Regions from separate parts of the Triticum aestivum genome. Here region 1 is linked to region 2. Evidence: chromatin contacts called from public Hi-C data. All regions are on one chromosome and are shown on one strand. The core of a region is the stretch at or near the end of the contact, and the rest is flanking DNA. Distances in the headings are between cores, read along the strand shown. Region 1 holds the start of LOC123052917 (mitogen-activated protein kinase kinase kinase 5). Region 2 has its middle 72 kb from the start of LOC123052916.

What was found. Hi-C and Micro-C count contacts between places; a contact is called where the count stands out from the background.
Region 1: a Hi-C map of leaf shows a contact between it and region 2, with 4 times the contacts expected there. The contact joins the promoter of LOC123052917 here to the enhancer-like site in region 2. A contact is called at or near these places in 2 of 5 Hi-C or Micro-C datasets (both in leaf).

What each region holds. Positions count from the first base shown.
Region 1 is chr2D:317,964,933-317,969,479 of IWGSC CS RefSeq v2.1, forward strand. It overlaps LOC123052917 (mitogen-activated protein kinase kinase kinase 5), which reads left to right and starts at 1,511. Exons shown (of 12, transcript XM_044476284.1): 1 at 1,511-2,180; 2 at 2,934-3,581; 3 at 3,663-3,750; 4 at 4,148-4,210; 5 at 4,287-4,450. The coding sequence starts at 1,675.
Region 2 is chr2D:317,739,756-317,743,746 of IWGSC CS RefSeq v2.1, forward strand. No RefSeq gene overlaps it. Among protein-coding and RNA genes, the nearest start is that of LOC123052916, 72 kb to the left of the region's middle. Within about 2 kb of position 1,951, at least 1 of the 8 cell types and tissues checked has an H3K27ac peak or open chromatin away from gene starts, as enhancers often do. A contact at or near this core is called in leaf, where this site is marked.

The DNA of each region.
Region 1 (4,547 bases), core at 261-2,760, 220 kb after region 2:
AAATGCCAAGGAAAACGTTTGGAGCCGGCATGCCGGTTGAAGTTTCGGCCGGACGCACACGTATCGTTCGATGCCTCGCGATCTCTCGACTCCACCTGTGCCACGTCCCTCGCGCGTACCTTCTGGGCCCGCAGATCGTGCCACATCTTCTTCCTTATCTCTTCAGTCAGGCAACGCCGCACATCTCTTCCCCCAAATCAGAACAAACTTGCGCTTCTCCGGCGAGCGTTCGCCCACGACCTGCCCCGCACTGCACCGGCGAACGGCCATCTCTACCCATCCCCCCCCCCGCGCGCGCTGCTCCGGCGAGCGCCGCCCTCCTCCTGCGCGGCCGTGCAAGGAGGTGTTACAACCACGGCGGCGAGTGCTACAACCCATGACGACAGTGCTACGACGGTGGCGAGCAGGGGCTTCTGCAACCATGCCTAGCGAGCTGCAACCAGCACGGCGCGAGCTGCAAAACGGCGTGACTAGCTGCTACAAGCGGCGAGGTGGAGCTCAACGACGAGCTTCAACCGGAGGTGACCAGTGCTGCAACCAGCGTGGATTTTTGCTAGAACCGGCTGGCAAAAAAGCTACATCAACATGATGCGGACGACCAGCCCAGTCAATTTGCTCCAACCGCCTTTTTTTCCCTACATCTGGTAAGTTTTTTTGCTGGATCGTCGAGATGTATTTTTTGTTGCGACCGCCGGCGGTGAGACATGATTTTTTGGGCGGTGGCAAGAACAATCATTTTTCCTACAGCTGCCTTTTTATTTTGCTACAACAGGTACATTTTTTGCTGGATCATCGAGATGTATTTTTGTGGACCGCCGGTGGCGGAGGCATGAATTTTTTTTCTGGAACCTGCGATGTGTTTTGTTGGAACCGTGTTTGTGATTTGTTACGACCAGAGACACCATTTTTCTTGTTGTGAGTTTTGTTCTTTTTTGCTGACCACCGACGGTGGAAGCCAGCGAGGGCGAAGCAGATGTGGATGGTTGTCGGAAGTATTGCAATCATGGCGCCACGCGCCGGAACCGGGGTAGAGCTGCAATCACAGAGAGCAGAAGATCGAGTCCCTGCCGCATCCGTGTTGCAATCCCCGACGGCCGAGCGGCGAGAGGCTGCGGGGCTCGCGACAGTGCTGTAACCGACGACGGGAGGCTAGGCGTGCGGACGACACATGTGAGATGAGTTAAGGTTAGCGGAGAGAGAGAGGAGCGATATGCGTTGACCCAGTGTGGTGGAGGAGGAGAAAGAAAACCAATAGGCTACATCGAACGGTTCCACGAAAGGCAATCAGACAGCTAGGGGCCGACCGGCCGAAAGGTTGGACCGGTGCGCCGGCGCCTAGCAGTGGCCAATCGCCAAACTCATGCGGACCCTCCTTTCATTTCATATATCTAGCTTCTCTTAGCCATCAGTGGCAAAAATGGAAAAAAGCAGTGGACGGGTTCCCTGGCGCGAGTTGACTGAAAAGACTTCCTTCTTCCTGGATGCCGCGTGCGTTCCATTCTTTTCCCTCCCGAAAACGCCGCACATCACAACGACAGACCACCCAAAAAAAAAGTTGATTTTTTTTTCTGGGAGGAGGTGGTCGTCGTCGTCGTCGTCTCCGTCTACCTCCTCTCCGCCTCCGATGCCATTAACCCCACTCCCACGGCCAGCCTCTCGTCGCGAGCCCCCGTGATGCCATCGTGGTGGAAGCGCTCCAAGACCGCCTTCCGCCGCTCCGCCACCACCGCCGCCTCCTCCGCCCCGGCCTCCCCCGCGCGGGCGTCCACCTCGCGCTCACAGACGCGACGCGCGGGGTCCGAAGACGCCGGGGACCTCCTCCTCGCGCGGCCACACCGCCAGCCGCGCCAGCTCACGCGACAGCGGAAGCTGCGCCACGTCTACGATATCGACGCGCTGCTCGCCGACCTCGGCATCGACGTCGCGTCCTCCTCCTCGCCGCCGCACGCCAGGGGGCGCGCCTCCGCATCCGATGCCGTCGGCCTCGGTCCCCCGATCTCGAGGTCCTCCAACGCCGCGGACGGGGTGGTAGCTCCGCCTCCGAGGTCCGCGTCGTCCCCCGTGTTGCACCCGCTGCCGTTGCCGTCACCGTCACCGAAGCCCCCCGCAGAGCTGGAGACGACGGACTCGGCGGGGGTCGCGGAAGGCGGGAACGAGAGGGCGTCGTTGCAAATACCGAGGTAATGTTGATTCATCATGAATAAATAAAAATCGTTGCAACTTACGATATCTTATTTTCCCTATCGTCGACTGCTCCGAATTGTGTGCCGTCGTGTGATTGAACGTGATCGCTGAGCTGAGGAAACGACGGTAGAATTATGATCTTTTATCACGTAAACAATTTGCGACCTGTTAATGGGATTGACATGTGTAGGAAGCTAGTACAAGGATTGCAGTGAATTATACTACCTTCTGTTTTTTCATTACACCATCCAGCCATTGCAATATAGATGAATCTCTTCAGGATTTACATTGAGGTGAAAGATAGGTGGGGTTGCAATCCAACCATCTACAGGTAGAAGTAGCTAATAGTCGAAAGCCTGCTATGATTGTTTGGCCACTGCTTGTATTTATTGTAGGTTAGAAATGAAGGGACAGGAGTTCAGAAGTCAGAACATTCTCTGAACTAGAATGTTCCTGGTTGGGAGATGGTGTTATTGCAGTTCTTATCAATGGTTTACCTCCGTTCGTACGCTATGACATCTGACTGAAGAACAAAAATTGTGGGGTAACCAGAATGACTTGGGTGGTAGGATCCGCTGCTGTTACTAGCAAATTAGTTGCATTATTAAGTCTCATTTGCTGACCGGTCCTTTCCCTCTCTACTTTTAATGATATACTCCATATTGTTTTTAAGCTTGAAAGAAATCTGTATCTAAACTTGCATTGTTCCTTGCATCATTTCCGGGTTCTTACTAATCATGTGGTTGCAGGGTGACAGGTCAGACTGTGCAAAAGTTCCCTGAACATAATGATTTCTGCTCAAATGGTACAAAGCGGTCTACCTCTAGTCACCACCGAAAAGCACTCCGTGACAAGTTCCAGGATAAGAGTTCAGCTGAAACAGGGAACTTCCGTTTGAACATTCCAACTAGAAGTGCTCCAACCAGTGGATTTTCCAGTCCCGTAGGCAGCCCTCCAAGATTGAGCAATGCTGACGTCTCATCTACTGTGGCATCTTCTCATGCTCCTCAAGCATGGTCAGCTCCATCGATCCACACTATTGATTTTCTGGGAGCTTTATCTCCTCGGACTTCGCCTGAAAAACTTACAGGGGCTTCAGAGCCATCTCCTTACTCTAGTACATTCAGAAGTCCTATTCTTATGCCAAGGAATACCAGTGCCCCTCCATCGCCACTCCCAAAGTTATTCCCAGAAAACCAAATTTCACGTACTGAAGTCAATGGAAGTGCTAGTTTGCATCCATTACCACTTCCTCCTAGTGCTATAAGCCCAATGCAAACATCTTTCAGCAACCAGCCTGCTCCAAAAGTTGAAATGCCTTCGGTGTCTTGTCAGTGGCAAAAAGGAAAACTTCTAGGTAGTGGTACATTTGGCTGTGTATATGAAGCTACCAATAGGTATGGAAGTGTATTCTCCATATCATTGTGACTATTACTTCGTTGACTTCTGGATGTTTGTGTACTGACATTTGCTTGTAGGAACACTGGAGCTCTTTGTGCAATGAAAGAGGTCAACATAATTCCTGATGATGCTAAATCTGCCGAGTCGTTGAATCAACTGGAGCAGGTTATCAAATTTGACTTATTATCTGAAGAAAGTGCATGCTGGATTTTGTTGCAAAAACAGGGAATTTGACCCTCTTTTCAATCAGTTCCATTGGTTCTTTGGGAATCTTTCATATGTTATTTTTCCTATTGAATTTCTTATTCTGATAATCAAGTCTTAGCTGCTTCAGTTTATTGTGCTTCTTCCAACAATTAAATATGACAGTAGTATGCCATGTGCTCATTGAAATACTTGTGATCTTCAACACAGACGAACTTAGTATCTAGAACACTCTAGTGTAGCACCTTTCTGAGAATTGGTGTTTATTATTACAATGTAGTATTTGCCTTTTATCCTTGATAATGATTTACATGCAAGTTACAAGCTGCCTTTGCTGATCTATATTCATATATTTCAGGAAATAAAGTTCCTAAGTCAATTTAAACATGAAAACATAGTTCAGTATTATGGCAGTGACACTGTAAGTTCCCCAGTATGCTGAGCTAAGTATTTCTTGTGCTTCCGTAACGACATCTTATTCTTGGAGACCCTTGCAGATTGAAGATCGTTTCTACATTTACCTGGAATATGTACATCCGGGTTCGATTAATAAGTATGTCAAACAACATTATGGAGCAATAACAGAATCAGTTGTCCGTAACTTCACCCGACATATTCTTAGAGGCCTAGCTTTTTTGCATGGCCAAAAGATTATGCATAGGTGTGTGCTCATACATATACTTGTTTATACGATTTTTTATTGCTAGATCAGCTGTTATGTGAACTCATGGTTTGCCTCTCACCACTGCATGTGATTT
Region 2 (3,991 bases), core at 701-3,200:
CTGCTCCACAAACGATGCTCCCAAGAGAGAAATTGACACCGCAATACCGCCATCGTCCGATCTAAAAGATCAGATCCTGGGGTTTCCCCAGGAGCAGCACGAGTGGGTCGACAGTAGTTACACGACGATGCCTTCATCAAGGTAACGACACAGAATGCCACCATTGCCTGCCATCGGCTCGCTTTTCACCGGCAACTATGTCTTCCTGACTCGCAGCCGGAGCTAGATGACGGATCTCGAGATCTGCCCATCTAGCATCAGGCCGACCACCTCCGGCGAAGGAGATGGCCATTACCACCGCATCCAGGGCCTAAGCCCCCGACGTCCTGGTGTTGCAGGTCCAGCCCAGAAGCCGCTTGACGTCGCCGGATCAGCGGAGATGCATGATAGCGTGTGGAGCGGCCCGCTGAAGCCCATTTGGGCCCAGGTCGGGCGCCCTAGCCGCGCCGCGGAGATCTCGCCGTCACCGGCTCCAGCATGCCGACCCTGGTCGGCGTTGGCCTGCGGGGGAGGAGGGGTATGAGCAATCCTCTTCCTTGACGTCTTCTTGTGTGCAGGATTCCTTGACGACCTCTTGTGTGCAGGAGTCCAATAGTCTCTTAAAATGGGAGAGATTTTCACTTCTCGGACTCTGCACCAACCAAAGATGCATACAACCATTTTTGTATGAGTATCAAGATAAACATGGTCCTTAATTTTTTTTAAGGGTGTGTCTAGGGCACATCTAGATGTGCTCTAGTTATTGCACATCTAAGTGAGTGAATTAAGCATAAAGAGAAAGAGAAAAAAGGAAATATCTACACGAATCTCAACATAAGATCAATGACATAGGACTTAGATGTGCAATACTTATAGCACATCTAGATGTGCTTTAGCTCTCTTCATTTTTTTAAATGAGTATCAAGATGTTTTTTGACGAGAGGTTCCACCGCACATCATGCTTTTTGAAAGATCCAGCAAAGTGCTGGCTTCAACTAGATTTAGCAGAAAGCAGCGGGAAAATAACATGAGGATCCAAAGATCAAAGAAAAAGAAAAACCGCAACCCTATTGGTTGCAAGACAACACCACACTTACACGACGGATCGCCATCCACCCACAATAGGATGACGCAGCTCCGACTCCGGCAAAGAGACAATGGAGAATTAGGCAAGGCTGGCGTCAGAGAAGATCGCCGAACAGACCACACGACGCCCGTCATCGTACGCCAACGGGGCCCAGACCGCAGCTTCGACTTCACAGCAACAAGCAGCCGAGGTAATCTTGTAGACACGCCGAAGAAGAGCCGACTACCACAAACAATGCCACACCTCCGACAATGCTCACCGCCGTCATCGTTGCCACAGAAGCCTAACCGACGGACACGACCAAGTAGCACGAACAACATCCCCCACCTATCACTGGTCCCTCTGGCAGGCAAGAAGCTTCTGGAACGATGCCCCAAGAGGTGCGACACACGTCGCCATCATCGCCTGATCCCTGAGGATCAAGGGTTTCCCCCGAGCATTCTTGCATAGTGGAGCGAGCAGAAACGCCTCATAAACGCCTTCTAAAAGGAAGCAGCGCCCGCAGGCACCGCACATCATGCTTGATCCTTAATAAACGAGAGAAAACCCCTGTGTATCATCTGTCAATTCTAGGAATTAATTTTTCATAAAAAAAATCTTGAAATTAAACACGGCTCGTTAGGCTGCACAACCACATGCCCAACCACTGAGCCAAGGCTGTCTTTGCCCCACATGCTGGCTGGAGCCTAGAACTACGGATCTCTTCCCCTGAATGCGGAAGAATATTCCGAACAAACTTATTAAGGCCGTACGCAAATACCAACAGAAACTGCAACAGTTGAGTATGTATACATGAGCGGCACCACAACTACATATCTACCTCTGGATGCGTACAGTACAATACATACATAGACATAGGTCGCTATCTACCACGGTCCACAGTGGATTCGCGCAGATTCGATTCTGCTTTGCAGAGCAGAGCATATTCACGCAATTTGCATCGACAGGGATGCGCATGCCCACAAGTCGCTGTTAATTCTTTGTTGGAACTACTCTCAGTTTGCAGTTTCCCCCTCGCTGTGATTGTTTCGTCGCCGTCATAGCTGCAGAGACGGAATAAGATCATCGGAGGAGCCAACACGACGGAGGATCGTCGGGAGGTCCTATTTAGTGGTCAATCCTATATGCCTCGAGACAGGCCGGCCTTTTTCGGCAGTTTCGTTTTTCGTGTGTGTGTGTTGTTTTTTGTTTCGATTTTATTTTTGTTTTTCTATATTTCTCTTTTTTGCGAGTATATATTTCTCTTTTTCAGATTTGGTTTGCTAATTGTTTTCATTTTGCACATTTTCTTTTTTTAGATTTGGCAATATATACGGTGAACATTTTTCAATACAAACTGAACATTTTTTAATACAATGAACTTTTTTAATTATATGATTGAAAACAATATACTCACTGAACATTTTTTTAAAGTACAGTGAACCATTTTCAATATAGGACAAACGTTTTTTAATATATACTTAACTTTTTTAAACACATACTGAACAATTTAAAAAACTGCTAAAAAATTTCAAATATTGTTCAAGTATTCAAATAATATTCAAAATTTTCCAAAAAATGGCGCTTTCAAAGAATATTCATATTTGAAGAAAATGTTCAACAGAAACCGACCCTTTGCTACAGTGTCCAGTTCTCATCACTACAGTGCTCTGTTGCATTCCAAATGTGCTGTCCCGTCTGATCGCACCTGTGCGAAGGCTAGGCTGTTTACCACTCATGAGCGTCCTATAGGACCTCTCCTGTTTAGCGGCAAAGGAGCTAGAACTAGCGCTACCGCAGAGCCCACTTTTAACGTGACGGCCCAGAAAAATATAGCAGTCGCTCGCTCTAACTCACTTCGTTTTTTTCTCTCGCTCCCTCATTACAAAAACTTCCATTTGTTTGACAAAACCGGCTATGTTATTCTTATAGATTTGAAAAATTCGTGACTTCAAAATAGATCAAAAATTTCAGGTATTTTTTAAAAAATGTTATTAATTTCAAAAATAATCACAAGTTTAAAAAATATTCAAAATTTAAGAAGTTTCTCGGGATTTATTTTAAAAATAAAAACTCATTTTTCAGTAATAATTTTTTTCAAAAATAGATATTTTAAAAATATTCATGTTAAGAGAAGAAAAACCAAACCAAAACAAGGTAAAAATCAACGAAAGAGCATAAAACAAAAAACGGCCTGAGCAACCGGCCAAACAGCCTGAAACACATTTTTTAGATAAACCAAAAGGACAAAATTACCCCCCCCCCCCCCAAAAAACACACAAATAAAAGCCCATTGGGTAAGCGCTCACCGCGCGCCACTTGATGGTGCTGAGACGTGCCACATGGCGCGATGGGGCGCTCCCACGCTAGGAAAAGTGCTCCCTGTGGGGTACCTTTCAACTAGTTGATCACCAAAACTCTACCACTACGCATCTACATAGCTCGGCCCGTTAGTTTCGAGGTTTGTGTGTGCGAGGATGTCGAGATGTTGATGATCATGAGCATTCAAGAGGAAATGGACAGGGAGGTGGTGCACATTTTGAACTTCAAGGGTTCGACCAAAGGGAGAAGAGTTTTGAACAGGAATAGGGTCAGTGGAGCATGAATGTTGTACAAGGCTACAAGGACTACTTCCAACCCGAACCAACATTCCCGGATACATGGTTTCGTTGACGCTTCCGTATGCGCAAACGCTTGTTCTTGCGCGTGGAGGGAGTTGAGGCACATAATTCCTACTTCAACCTCATCAGGAATTGTTGCAAAGAACTCTCATTCAATAATAAGCAGAAATGCATGACTACTATGTAAGATGCTTGCACTAGGTACCGTGCCGATGCCATTGGTGAGATGGTCTGGATAGGGGAGAGCACATGCTTGAAGAGCCCTGTGAGATTTGCCCATGCCATGGTGCGGGTGTTTGGAGAAGAATATATGAGAGAACCACAT